Regions from separate parts of the Macaca mulatta genome. Here region 1 is linked to region 2. Evidence: chromatin contacts called from public Hi-C data. All regions are on one chromosome and are shown on one strand. Each heading gives the region's core, a stretch centred on a gene start, on an enhancer-like site or on the middle of the called end of the contact. The rest is flanking DNA. Distances are from core to core; before and after follow the strand shown. Region 1 holds the start of DHRS12 (dehydrogenase/reductase 12). Region 2 overlaps LOC144336343 (a long non-coding RNA gene).

Region 1 (6,963 bases), core at 4,026-6,525, 660 kb before region 2:
ACGGAAGCAACACCTGAATATTGCAGAAACTATAAAATGTATTTTAAGTTACATAACAAAAATTAATAATGTACCACAATGTGGTACCATCTCATACCCATCAGGATGGATGCCATTAAATAAAAAAAGGAACAAACTCCGAAGATAACAAGTTGGTGAGAATATGGTGAGTCGGAGCCTTTGTGCAATACTGGAGGGAACATAACATGAAACAGCAGCTAATGGAAAACAGTATGACAGGTCCCCCTAGAATTAAAAATAGAATTGCCATATAACCCAGCAATTCCACTTCTGGGTAAACACACAAAAGAACTGAAATCAGGGTCTTAAAGAGGTATTTGCACACTGATGTTCATAGTAATATTATTCAAAATAGCTAAGAAATTGAAGCAATCCAAGTGTCCATCTATGGATGAATGGATAAACAAAATGTGGTGTATACACGCAATGGAACACTATGCAGCCCTGAAAAAGAGGGAAATTCTGAAACTTGCTACAACATGGATGAACCTGGAGGACATGACGCTAACTGAAATGAGCCAGCCACAAAAAGGCAAAGTGTGATTCTACTTAGATAAGGTCCCTAGAGTAGTCAAATTCATAGGGACAGAAAGTAGAATGGTGGTTACCAGGGGCTGGGGAAGGGGTCAACGAGGAGTTCTTGTTTAATGGGTACAGAGTTTGAGTTTGGTAAGATGAAAAAGTTCTGAAGATGGATTGTTGCATGGCAATGTAAATGTACTTAATATTGAACTATACACTTAAAAACGGTTAAAATGGTAAATTTTATGTTGTGTGTATTTTATCATAGTCAAAAATAAAAATAAGTATTCCTCAGTCCTCCCAAGCCTCCACAGTCGCTCTATATTAAATAGCTGGCCAGTGTGGGGTCATTTGGTCATTCTATGCATACGCAGGGCCATGCTGCAAACCCAGTCTCACTCATAGTGACTGCAGTGCTCAGCACCCAGCTCTGAGTGCCACAGGCTTAGCGGGTTTGGGAGTGGGAGCAATGCTGGTAGAAAAACTGTGGGAATTATAAGCTACCCCGTCACACCCAAGAACAAATCAACCAACCAAAAAAGGGGAGGGGACAGTAGTGGAAATTTCTAGTCCCACAAAAGTTACTAAAAGAAGAAACAAGGAGACGCCACCATGGGACACATCCCTCACCCTTCCAGAGAAGGGGTTAAGCGTGTGGCGTCTGAACCCAGACTGTCAGGCTGGGATCCTGGCTGTGCCCCTTTCCAGATGCATGTGATCTTGGATGTGCCACTGAAACTCTCTGTGCCTTGTTTTCATTTGTAAGGAGATTAAAACAATGCTTGGCACATAGTAGGTGAGGCATAAGTATTTGTTAAAAGAAAATATTCTTTATTTCACCCTCATTACAATGCTATGAGGACTGTATAGTTATGCTCCTCTGTAGAGGGGAAACTGAGGCTCACGGAGGTAAAGTGTCTTTTCTGAAGATGCCTCAGAGCTGAACGTGGGCCTTCTGACACTCTATCCCAGTTCTCACCTTGTGTCTGCATCCCTCTCCCGCCTTTGTAGGTGGCCCTTCTCCTGAGGCCAGCGGTGGGTGTGAGGTAGTACGGAGAGCGTGGGTAAGGCGAGCTACAACCACCTCACCAAGCAGCCTGCATGCTCTTGCGCTACTCCTGCCCCAGGCACCACTAGAGAAAGCCCACGGCTTTTGCACTCAAAACAGAACCTGCTTGTCGTAAAACGGAAGCCCTGGAAGCAGGCTGCATGAGAGTTTAAGACAAACACGAGTCCCGTTTGTGGAAAATCACTTTCCCCATCAACGTGGCTATATGAAGGCTAACCACCCTGGCTTCGCTACTGCCCCACTTTGGCCCCATCTCACTGCCAATGTCTGCAGTCCTTGGAGGGTGCACAGGGCTGGGGAAAGAAGGGTCTTCTCTGCGTGTTTTAAATCTAAGTAAGTGATTCATGCACATGGTACAAAACTCAATGGCACAGAAGGTTCAATGTAAGCTGGGTCTGTCTCCCGCCTCGGCTCCCCACTGCCAAAGTTCTGGCCGGAGGCCCACGCTGTGATTAGTTTCTTGTGAAAGGAAGGAAACCCCTAAATCAAATTGATTTGTTCGGTAGGAAGTTGGTTCAGATGGGCAACAGACAGCCCTGGGGCAAGCCAGTCTGTAAAGGATGATGGGCACCAAGGGACACCGGGAGGCAGCCGGAAGGACCTTTCTACACGGTGAGTGTGTCAGCTGTGGAGTGGGGAGGAGGGCAGGCTGGTGTCTACCACGTACGTCTTCCCTGGGCTGCTGCTCTCCTCTGCTAGAAGTGAATGCCAGAAAGCAGTCGCCTTGGGTTTCTGATAAGGCTTTTGTGATAGAGGCTGGGATCCCATGACCCGCCCCCCACTTCTTGTCATTAGGAAGAGCTCAGTTCCTTAATCCATGTACAGGCAGGGTCAGCACCTGTGCGTGGTCCACACTGAAAAATAAGGATCAGCATCAGAGACCTTCTTCCCCACTCTCTGCCTCATCCTCTCTTCCTTTTTGTTCCTTTCCCTTTGCTGTCATTTCCATTCCCCACCCCCAATTGCCCACTAAACATGTACAGGAATGGTGCCTGGCTTCCTATGAGTTTACAATTTATAGTTATTCATCTTATTAACTAAGTGGCTTTGCCAGGTAAAATATTAAGGTACCATTGCCATTATGACCTTGTCTTCCATGATCTCATTGGCAGCTGGTGTTGCCATGACAACTTGGCTAGAGGAACTGGTATGAGCTTCAGTGGAAGGCGATATGAACACTGGTGTGTGTGTGTGTGTGTGTGTGTGTGTAAGAGGATACAGACTTCTCATCGTGTGTATCTGTTGTGCAGAAAGCCATGGATTTCCACACCTTCTGCTTCTCCTTCCAATGTGGTCAAAATTAGCCTCAGGGATCTAAATCAATTGGAAGGGAACTCTGGAGGATGATTTCTTTGTTTGGCTTTTTGAGTGGCAAATTGGAACCAGGAACACAGAAGAAATATTTTAGTGACTTTCCACCTATGGGAAATGAAGCAATCCTACCCATTTTGACGTTTCTCTTAAAAGCACCCTGGGCCTAACTTACTTAACATCCGTAATTTTCTTATTAGATGTATAGAAAGTTGGAGCTAAAAGGAGCCCCGGATGTCACCTAGTCTGGCCCTTTTTTTGTTCAGATGAGAAAAAGTGAGGCCCAGCGGCTGACTTGCCCCCATTTAGTATGGTGCAGCAGGGAAGGTGTGGACTCTGGAATCGTACTACCTGGCCTCAAAGCCTGGCTCCACCGTGTATTTACTGTGACCTGAGTCAAGTCATGTAACCTCTCTCTGTTTGTTCATCTATAAAATGGGGATAATAGCAAGAGTAACCATATGGATCAGTGTGAGAATTAAGTGCTATAATCCACAATGCTTGGCACACTTTAAGCCTTCTATACATTTTATCACACGGGTCACACAGGGAATAACTGGCAGAAATTGGTTTAGAATCCAGCTCAGCTGACTCCAGTTAAACTGGAAGATTCGTCTATGAACTCCATACTGCCCTTTGTTTCTTTGTGTGTGTTACTTGGCATCCAAGTGAGAGCGGAAGCTCATTTTGAGACTGGGGTTGGCTTTTCCTAAGACCTCCTCTTTAAATGTATATAATGTATACATGAACTACCTCATGGATGCTTGATTGGAGGCTAACACTGGACACCTCATGCCCTCATTGGAACCTTTCTTGAATGTACACTGTGTGGCTGTAAGCGTAGGGGAGAAAGGAATGAGAAGAAAACTTGAGGGAAATGAACACTTCTGATCACTTCGTATGAAACTAAGCTCTTTATAATGAATGCCTTTAATCATCACAACCACCCCACGCGGTGCGCATATTCATTCCCATTTTACACATGAAAAAACCAAGACTGAGGGCGTATGCAGCATGCTCAGGTTCACCTGGCTAATGCAGAGAGCTGGGTTTCCAGCCACATTTTTACTTCAAGGGGCCGCTGACACCCTCCAAGAGACGTGGTGGTTCAAAACTATTTCTCATCCCCGCTCTGTGAGCCAAAAGCCTATTTCCTGAGGTGGTCAGAGAGATTCAGAGCAGACTGACACCTTTTCCATCACTGACACAAAGAGGAGTGTATTAAAAACAGTATGTAGCCCTGGGGATCTAAAATTTGGCTTTTTGGAGCCAAATCGGACAGGCATTGAACGTCACACGAGGCTGGGTGGTTTTACAAAACGCCACTTGTTTAAATTTCATCACTCTGTCAGGAATAACAGCAACGTAGTGGAGCCTCAGAGTCCTGTTCAGAGGGGCGAGCTGTTCTGGGGAAATTTATTTCAAAAGTTATTCTGAAGTAAAACTTGCCCACTGCGGGGTGAGGTTGGACAGTGATCCTATATCCTAGGTAATGAGGCTATGAAAGCAGCTAGTCTGTGTTCAGCTTATGTAAGTGGGACCCAGTCTCTGGGCGACTTGGGTAAACCGGTATAGAATTTAACAGGGTGACTAGCAGTGACAGCAGCAGTAAGACCCCCATTTCTAATGTGGCGTTAGGGCTGGAGATTAGATGTGGACAGGGGTGTCTGAGTCCTACATAGCGGGGCTGGAATGGGGCTGGATTACTAGTCTGAGATCTGGGTTCATGCAGCAACCACACTTTTTTACTCACACTGTTCATTTGGGCTTGGGTGGAAGGAGGCTGATGAGGATTTGGGGGAAATCAAGGGGCTCTCCCTGGCACTGCATGAAGTCGCAGAACCAGTGGCAAAAGTTCAGACTTTGGAGACAATTACTTCTCGGGTGGGAGCCCCAGCCCTGCCTCTTGCCTGCGATGTCGCCAATCTGACTGCGCTTGCTGGAGACGGGAAATGTGGCAGGGCACTGCATCCCCCAACACATGTAGGAACTTAGAGAATGCCAGTTATTACAATAACCCTTAACACCAATTCGATGCAGAAGTCTTTTAAATATCGTAAGCCTCGTCGTTTTATTCCACATGGTTTTCTAGGTAACCAAATTCTCGGAGGTGCGTCGCATCCCGGCCATGCCCAGCAGGACGGTGTTCTCTAAACGGCACTGATGCCCGATTTCAACCCCGAGGAGACTGCGGACCTCGACTGTGGCCCCCACGAGGGCCGGTCCGCCCTCACTCCACCCTCTGAGGCTGGGGCGGAGTCGACCGGCCGGCCCCGAGACCCCTCGCCTTCCTTGTGGAGCAAGGTCCCGGAAGCCGCGGCTCTTACATAACCGGGATGATGTAAGGGCGGGCGACTCCCGCGGGGCGGGACCGGGGCGGAGGCCGCGCCGGGAGCGCGGAGGGGCTCGGCGTGCGGCGCGCCCGCCATGTCCCTGTACCGCAGCGTCGTGTGGTTCACCAAGGGGCTGCGCGAGGACACCAAGTAAGGCGGCGCGGCGGGGCGCGGGCCCCGGGCCCCGGGCTGTCACGTGGCCCGCCTCGGCGCGGGCTAGCGGGGTTGGCGGGGACGCGCCCGCGGCTCCTTCGCAGTCTCGCTGGGCCGACTAAGCGAGTCCAGAACGACTGGGGCGCCTGCCCTCTACTGGTCCGCGGCTGGGCGTGGGGCGGTCGCCAGACTCCAGCCCCTCAACGCCCGCAACCGAGACTGGCGCCCGAGGGGCGGGACTGTGGCGCGCCCAGGCCCAGGGCCGTCCCACTGACGTCAGGCGGCCCTGGAGCCAACGAGACTCCTGGGCGTCACCTCGGCGCCCTGCGGGGTGTGCTCCTGGAACTGTCTTCGTAGTGCTGCTGGCGGCGTCAGATAGGGCTGGATCTAAATCGCTAGCCCAGGCTCTGTCCTCGTACCTTTGGGTGTGTTTCCTTTAAGAAGATGCGGCACCTGGACTGCGACCTTTGGCTCCAGCTGGAACTTTCCAGCCTGGGTCTCCAGCCAGTGTGGCTGTGCACCCAGTGTGTGCTTCTGGGGAACAGTGCGTGGTGGTTTTGTCGCCCCGTGATCACGCTCAGTGTGCCCTAGTTGGCTCTCCACCTCATTGTTGTTTTAAGAGGTGACAGGTTCCTGTGACGGAGGACAGATGGAGGTTTTCTCTTGGGATTAGGCTAACCGCTGGTTCTCAACCCTGTCTGCACATCAGAATCACTGGGCGAGAATTAAAAGTACCCAGTTTTCAGCCTCCGTCCCTACAGATTCTGATTCAGTGGGTCTGCACAGGGGCCTGGACTGGCGTTTCACCCAAATCCCCAGGTGATTCTCACCTCTGAGAGGCTTCTCCCGTCACTGGGGCGTTATCAGTTCTCACGGCAACCTGGCCAGCATTCCTAGGGGAGGTAGGAGTTGCAGCTCCCTTCTCTTCACCCCACATCGTTTTGGGGAAAGTTCAGCTCTGCCTCAGGAGCCCCTGCTGCAGAGAATGGTGGGGAGTGTAGCCGTGCGCCCTGTCCCACTGTTTTTAGGGGAGTACAGTGGCAGCCTCTTTCTTTCAAAGGGGTGTCCTCTGGCAATGACCATTAATTGCTGGATCTTTCCACATTATACAGCATGAAAGCTTGCGTCAGTTTCCAAGCCGGGGTGGGCCCCAAGGAAAGCAGGCTGTAAAAATCTCTCTGAGGACTCTTTCTCTCTGTTTCCCCGCCTTGAGGGAAGGTAGAAGTGAGGCCAAGGGGCCCAATTCACCACACATTGGTGGGGGAAGGGAGGGGAGGGGAAGGCAGCTGGCAAAGTTAGATGGGTTTTCCTGTTCTTGTAGATTTAGTGAATGGGACAGAAAAACAACAACCTTATTTTGACTTCAGTGTGAGAGCGCGGAGTCAGAGTTTACAGCGTTTCTCTTGGCACAAGGATTTTTATAAAGCCTCCCTTTATTGGGCTCCTAGGCAGGAGGATCTAATCACTGTTTCCTCGACTTTGCTGAACCTAATAATTCCCTGGGGCAGTTTTAAACAGACTTCTAAACCCTGGGCAAGTGTGGATGGGTCCTAA
Region 2 (6,949 bases), core at 2,925-5,424:
ATACAATCATTAAGAGTTTTAAGATTGCCACTGCAGAGCACTAAACCTCAATCCCTTCTGAGTGTGGGGCTAGACAAGTGCACTGTGTACAGCCCCCAAGAAGCCGGCCCTGGTTGTGCTGCAGAAATATAACAAAACATCAACCCTGCAGCAAGTGTCCCCAGGGTGCCCACGGACAGGACGCAGCTCTGAGTGTGTAGGATCCACAGCCAGCAGAGATGTGGCTCAAGCACAGCAAAGAGGCTGGAGGGATCGAGTCACTAAGCCAGTGAGCCGTAAAGGGCTATCTGTGGATTTCCCAGGACTAGGGCTTAGGTTTGCCAGAGCCACCCTGACCTCTTTTTACTGATGGTAGAAGTAAATTGAGGTTCAGTGATTTGAAGATTTAGCCGTTAGAGTAAATTATTTTGGGATTGAGGTCATCAAGCAAGAGAAAAGTTTTGCAGCATCAGAATGCTAGAACTGAAGTTGTGTTTTCTAAAAAAGAAATGGGTTAGGCTGAGGCAGGAGGATCATTTCAGGCCAGAATTTTGAGACCAGCCTGGGCAACAGAGCAAGACCCCCATCTCTAAAAAATATTTAAACATTAGCCAGGTATGGTTGCATGCACCTGTAGTTCCAGCTATTCAGAGAAACTGAGGTGAGAGGATCACTAGAGCCCAGGAGGTCAGGGCTGCAGAGCCAGGTTCATGCCACTGCACTTCAGCCTGGGCAACAGAGTGAGACCCCACCTCTTAAAACGTAAATAGAAGAACTGGGTGATGTTTGTAACCAAGTGTTTATGAAATAAAGCCTGCCAAATGTTTCTGCAGGAGATGTACCGCCTGATGGTGTATGCGATGTCTATGTAGATGCTGAGAAACGACACAGAGCCAGAGTGCACCATTCTGAGCATGGCCACATAGCAGTAGGAATGTTCTGAGGGACCTCCATGCTATCAGGGTTATACACATAAGCAATTTCTGGAACCCTGTTTCTTTCCACACTGTGGTGAGGATGAGAATATTGTTATTTGGGGCAGTGATTCTTAAACTGTCATGCACCTATGAATCCCCTGGGGTATTGTTAGAATGAAGAATCTCACTTGGTAGGGTTGGGCTGCGCCTGAGATTCTGCATTTCTGACAAGCTCCCATGTGACTTCTGGACCACACTTTAAGGATCAAGGGTCCAGACCAGCCTGGACAATAAAAAGCTGCTTCCTCCTTCAACATTCATGTCTAAATAAAAGGCCCTGGGACCATGTAAGTCCGGAACAGTACAGACCCTTCTATCAGGCTTCTAGGTTAAGCTGAAATGTCTCCCCTGCTCTAGGAAGCCTTCCTTGGCTCCCCCAGGCAGAGGGGAGCACCATCAGCTCAGTGTTGCCTCAGGGCTTGGTACATGCATGTTTAGTGCATAGCATGTTACTTTACCTGCATGTGCAGAATTTTCCCTCCCTACTGGACTATGTGTCCATGGAATGCCGGGCATATCTGCATCCCTATTGGCAGGGTCAGTGCCTGGTCATAGAAAGTGCTTGTATTAGTTTTCTATTACTGCTGAACAAATCATCACCAACTTAGTGGCTTAAAGCAACACGAAGTTCTCTAGGTTAGATGTCCAACACGGGTCTCACTGGGCTGAAAATCAAGGTGTCCACAAGGTTCAGTTCCTTCTAGATGCTCTAGGGAAGAATCTGAGTTTTGTTTTGTTTTCCTTTTCCAGCTTTTGGGGGCTACCTGCATTTCTTGGCTTCTGGCCCCTTCCTCTGTCTTGCAGGTCAGCAATGGTGTGCTGACTCTCACATTTCATTTTTCTGCCCTCTCCTGCCACCCTCTTCCATTTTTAAGAAAGATAATCTGGAAAATCCCCCCATCTTAACCTGACTAGCAGCCTTAATTCCCTTTACCATGTACTGTAACATATTCACAGGTTGCAGGGATTCATGTGTTAGACGTCTTTAGGGGCTGTTATTCCGTCTACTACAATGTTTGACTAGTATCTACAGAATGAATCTCTGCCTATGATTGGCCCTACATACACAGCTCAGGCCGGGGGGCGGGGGTGGATTCTGAAGAGCTGAAGATTCTACAGCTCTGTACTTGCTGTGGCCAATTTTGTCGCATTTCTGGTATTTTTCATTTAGCTGGGATTATTTCTGACTTCTGGCATCTCAGAAGACGTCGGTAGCCTCTTGATTCTAGTCATCCATACACAGGCAAGATCTGCATAGAACCAAGGAATTCAGTTTACCCCAGCAAGCACTAATGCGGCTCTGGTTTTAGTTTCCATTCTGGGATGGAACAACATAGCCCCAGTTTTTGAGGGTCTCTCTGCGAGTGTCTTTCTGGTGGCACAAACAGTGACCCCTAGGCAAATTGATGGACTCATCTGGATTAGTCCACTGTATTTTTTAGGATGGCCAAAGCCGCTTTCTGGAAAGAAAGAGGTTCTGTTATATAGCCAGTCTTCTTGGAAAATGTTTGTAGAACCGCTGAAAGCATATATAATTTACGCAGAATTTATGCCAAATTTGGGCTGAATATATGTGTTTTGGTTGCGAGCAGGACAGAGGAGTGTGTTAACAGAAGCAACTTTCTTAAAGCCTCCCTTCCCATGTGATTGAAGTTCTAATTTTACTTCCTAAGGGACTACACTGAACCTGTTCCCAGTATATAATGACAATAAAGCCCTGTATCGATTCCCCCAACTGTCCCAGTAGGATACGCTGGTGGCCGTAAATCTGAGTGAAAATTGTGACATACAATGACCAAGTGCTCAAAGATGCTTGTTTTCACTGTGACCAAGTGACCAAGGGCTGCCTGTTAAAATATATCCCCAATCCTGGAGAAATGTGGGGGTCCCACAAACAGGACACCACAGTAAATGAAAATGTCAGCAGTAAAAGCTGATCATGTGTTTTTGTCTACACAATTTTGTCCATGATTCTTGAGCAATTCTGTTACGGCACTTCAAAAGGGAAGCTTCTTTAAAACTGGTTTTGTATCTACAGAAAATTCTAAGTTCAAAATACAACAGTCTGAGTTTATTCATCAAAGATTTCATTTATCCATGCGAAGTTCTAAGACGATGTAAATAATGTGTATCTTCTACTGTTTTCTGGGAAGAGTGCTATTTCTTGGGCGAAGATATAGACTCTTGAAGACAGGGTTAGTGTTAGTATCTTTTTGTTCTTGCTATATCTAGCACCATCTCAACTCTGCCTAAAAATGTCAGAGAAAGCCTTCCTACAGAGGAAAGGACAAGAGAGGTGCTCTATGGGTGTTTATTATTGATGATGAAGAGAAATATTCATGCTAAATGACTTCAAAGAATATAACTGTTTCCCGAACTGAGCAAAATGAGTTTGCATTGGAAAAACATAATTGCTTTTGGCTCATGGTGGCTTCACTTCGCCACCCTTGTGCTACTTGTCTTGTGCATCTGGGGGCTGGAGTGGATCAATGAGAACCAGGCTACCATTGATCAAGCAGAATGGTGATAATGACCAGACCAAAGGATATTTTTTTCAGCTTGAATGTCCAGGGTCAATGCTTCTGGCTGTCTCGGAGGGAAGAAGCAGTTAGAGCATTGTTCAAAATGGCTCTTTAGAGAAATCATTTTCTAGCTCACTCCATTTGCATCTGTATTTCAGATGTGCTAGGTTTCCTGTGCAAACATTTTCACTTATTACCCTTTATCACCTTTGCTAATTAAGGAAGATACAGAAACCAGATTTTTAGGGATTTTTTTTTTTTTTTTCCAATTTCAGCCTTTGGCCACTTCGTATAAAAGATTTCCCTCTGCTTTGAATAAAATTTCTGAGCAGCCTTCAGAGCCAAATTAAATGATTTGGAATTGTCTCTAACTAGCTGATCTTTAGCTGCAGAGATCAAGCACCCCATCTAGTGGGAAAATATGAAGCTGCCACCGCAGTGACGGACTGAAATTAGCAGCGTGGTTGAAATTCCGGCCCAGCCCTTCTTGTGGAGCACAAGAAGGCCTTTGCAGAAGCCTCACTGAGAATCTCGAAACTGTCGGCCTTTCTAACTGTATGGGGCGGGAGGTGGGCAGTCAGAAAGACGCTTTGTGAGGGAAGGAAAACAGCCCCCATTCCCCTGTGCAGACTAAAGGGAAGCCTGGCCCCAGGAAGGAGCAGCTGCCTGCAGAGGGAGCCTGAGCCGTAGAGTCCTGGGAGCCTGCGAGGTGGGCAGCCAGGGCGTGGAGGCGGCAGCGAGCCCAAACGCTCAATACTGGCCCAGCTGGAGCCTGGTGGTGGAGGGTACTCTCACGGAACCCTGGCTCCTGAGGCCAGCGGGGCATTTGGGCCCTCAGCCAGTTAGGGGGTTTGTTCTGCCTTTTCCTAAGGCATGTCGCTGCCCTGTGGGAGTGGGTTCCTGTCCATAAGCCAGAAGCCCCACCATGTGGTGGAGGGAAAGCATGTCTTTCGTTCTCATACCCAGGTGTCATTGGACTCCCCAGGGGGGCCCCATGAAATTGCAGGAGCTGTGCTCTTCCTTCGTGAGCCTCCTGGCTCTGCAGGGGGCTGCCAGCTTTTACCTTACAGCTCTCCACTGAAATGTCACCTCACTGTGGGACTTCCTGCCACCACCATTGTTCTCTGCATGGCACCCTGTGGGCGTCCTTCATGATGCCTATCACACCGTTTAAGATGTTTTCCTGTGCGTCGCTCTCCTCCCCTGCTGAGGGCAGGGGCCATGCGTGTGTGCCGTGTTGCTGACGTAGTCTTTCCTGCTGCAGTGCCTGGCGCGGGGCAGGCGCTCCCTTGTCTCTGTAAAGAAATGAAGAGGCTTGACTGAGCCCAAGGACTGGGAGGCAGGCTGCTGGCAAGGCCTGGGGAGACCTCTCCCTGGCTGGCCCTTGTTGCTTTTCCTTCCTCTCCACTAGAAGTAATTATAGGGGTCCAATTTGCCACGGGTTTTTAAGGAAATCACGTGGGTCAAAGTGCTATGCAGATGCAAAGTGTCATCCAATGCTGTTTCATTTCCATTTGCTTGGTTCCATTTACTGTAAGTGCTTCTGCTCTCCCAGATCCCTTTATTAGGGAAGAAGAGGCATGAGTTGGGGGAGGGTCCACCAGCACCCAGAGCCCAGGGACCCTATGATTTTGTGTCATACACAGAGTGGCAAAAGTCAGAGATAGGAGGCCCTTGCAGATCCCCTAATCTGGGGCTTCTCAAGACTGTCCCTATGTGAGAATCAACTGAGCCGTTTTTTTAGCCACAGACCCAGGCCTCCCTGCTGGAGGTTCTGATTTAATTGGTCTGTGAGGAGGCTCAGGCATGGGTATTTTTAAATAGCTCTCAGGTGATTGATTCTAATGTGCAACTAGGGTTGAAGACCTGGACCAAATCCACCCCTTGGTTTTTTGTTGTTGTTGTTGTTGTTGTTTGTTTGTTTGTTTTTTGAGACACAGTCCTGCTCTGTTGCCCAGGCTGGAGTGCAATGGTGCGATCTCAGCTCACTGCAACCTCTGCCTCCTGGGTTCAAGCAATTCTCCTGTCTCAGCCTCCCGAGTGGCTGGCATTACAGGGCCCGCCATCATGCCCGGCTAATTTTTGTATTTTTGTAGAGATGGGGTTTCACCATGTTGGCCAGGCTGGCCTCAAACTCCTGACCTCAGGTGATCCACCCACCTGGGCCTCACAAAGTACTGGGATTACAGGCATGAGCCACCACTCCTGGCCTCACCCCTTGCATTTAAAATGAGTCCACAGAGCCCTGGAGGATCACAGCAGCCACTGTCCCACAGTCAGCAGAGCCATGACTGGGACCCAGGCCCCTGCCCCTTCTCTCACAGGCATGGAGGGAGCCAGGCCACAGACACTGCAGAGGGATTTGTCCTATCGCAGGACTGACTCTCACAGAGACTGTTCTCCTGTGTAAGAGATAAGAAAGGGGGTCCCCACCACACCTAGTCCAAGGTCTGAGAGCAGTGTATAGATGCTCTGCAGGTGCAGAACAGGAAATGGTGCAGCATCCACACCCGAGCAGAGTACCTGGGAGGGGGACACATGGTCAGTACCTGGGACTTCCCTGGGATGCCGCCCCTCCCCTGGCCTGCCCCCACCTTTTGCAGCTGCAGCTGTTTTACTGCTTCCAGCAAGGGTGGGCGATTCTAAGGTTGATAGAAGCCTAGGGAAGTACTGTGAGCTTTGATACTGGCCAGGGGACCAAAGCGGGCCACTGCAGGCTGAGGAACCTGGTGTGGTGATGGGTGCAGGCCAGATAGACCCTGAGATACAGCAACCCAGAGCTCTCGGCAATGCGAAAGGAAAATACATCTCAGGTTCCCCAAATCACTAAGCTAAAAGGAAAAGTCAAGCTGGGAACTGCTTAGGGCAAACCTGACTCCCGTTCTATTCAAAGTTATCCCTCTGCTCACTGAGATAAATGTGTATTTGATTGCCTCCTTTGGAACAACTAATCAGAAACTGAAAAGAATGCAACCATTTGTCTCTTATCTAACGAAGACCTGGAAGCCCCCTCCCCTGTGAGTCCTTTGCTTCAAGTTGTCCTGCCTTTCCAGATCAAACCAATGTTCATCTTACATATATTGGTTGATGTCTCCTGTCTCCCTAAATTGTATAAAACCAAGCTGTGCTCAGACCACCTTGGGCACATGTCATCAAGACTTCCTGAGGCTGTGTCATGGGCGTGCATCCTTAACTTTGGCAAAATAAACTTCTTAAACTGATTGACAACTGTCTCAGATATTCGAGGTTCATAGCAAGAAGAGATTTTATTTGCATTTCAGGGGACACAATAGGCTTGTTTTGTTCCATATGGAACGTGATTGATGAAGATGAAGAAAGGGGTAAGAAATCCGTCAACACAAAAATTAGTTTCCTGTGTTATCTCTGATTGAGATAGGGATCTCAGATGTCCATTTATCAGAGGCTTTGGGTATCAAAGCTTTGGGTGTTCCAAAATAGGTTAACAAATTA

Evidence for each region. Hi-C and Micro-C count contacts between places; a contact is called where the count stands out from the background.
Region 1: a contact with region 2 is called in a Hi-C map of fetal cortex germinal zone, with 2.2 times the contacts expected there. The contact joins the promoter of DHRS12 here to the enhancer-like site in region 2. A contact is called at or near these places in 2 of 14 Hi-C or Micro-C datasets (fetal cortex germinal zone and liver).

What each region holds. Positions count from the first base shown.
Region 1 is chr17:31,030,332-31,037,294 of T2T-MMU8v2.0, reverse strand. It overlaps DHRS12 (dehydrogenase/reductase 12), which reads left to right and starts at 5,275. Exons shown (of 11, transcript XM_002808146.4): 1 at 5,275-5,406. The coding sequence starts at 5,351.
Region 2 is chr17:30,373,521-30,380,469 of T2T-MMU8v2.0, reverse strand. LOC144336343 (a long non-coding RNA gene) reads right to left here. Exons shown (of 4, transcript XR_013408009.1): 4 at 3,006-4,773. Among named protein-coding and RNA genes, the nearest start is that of C17H13orf42, 43 kb to the right of the region's middle. Within about 2 kb of position 4,174, at least 22 of the 40 cell types and tissues checked have an H3K27ac peak or open chromatin away from gene starts, as enhancers often do. A contact at or near this core is called in fetal cortex germinal zone, where this site is marked.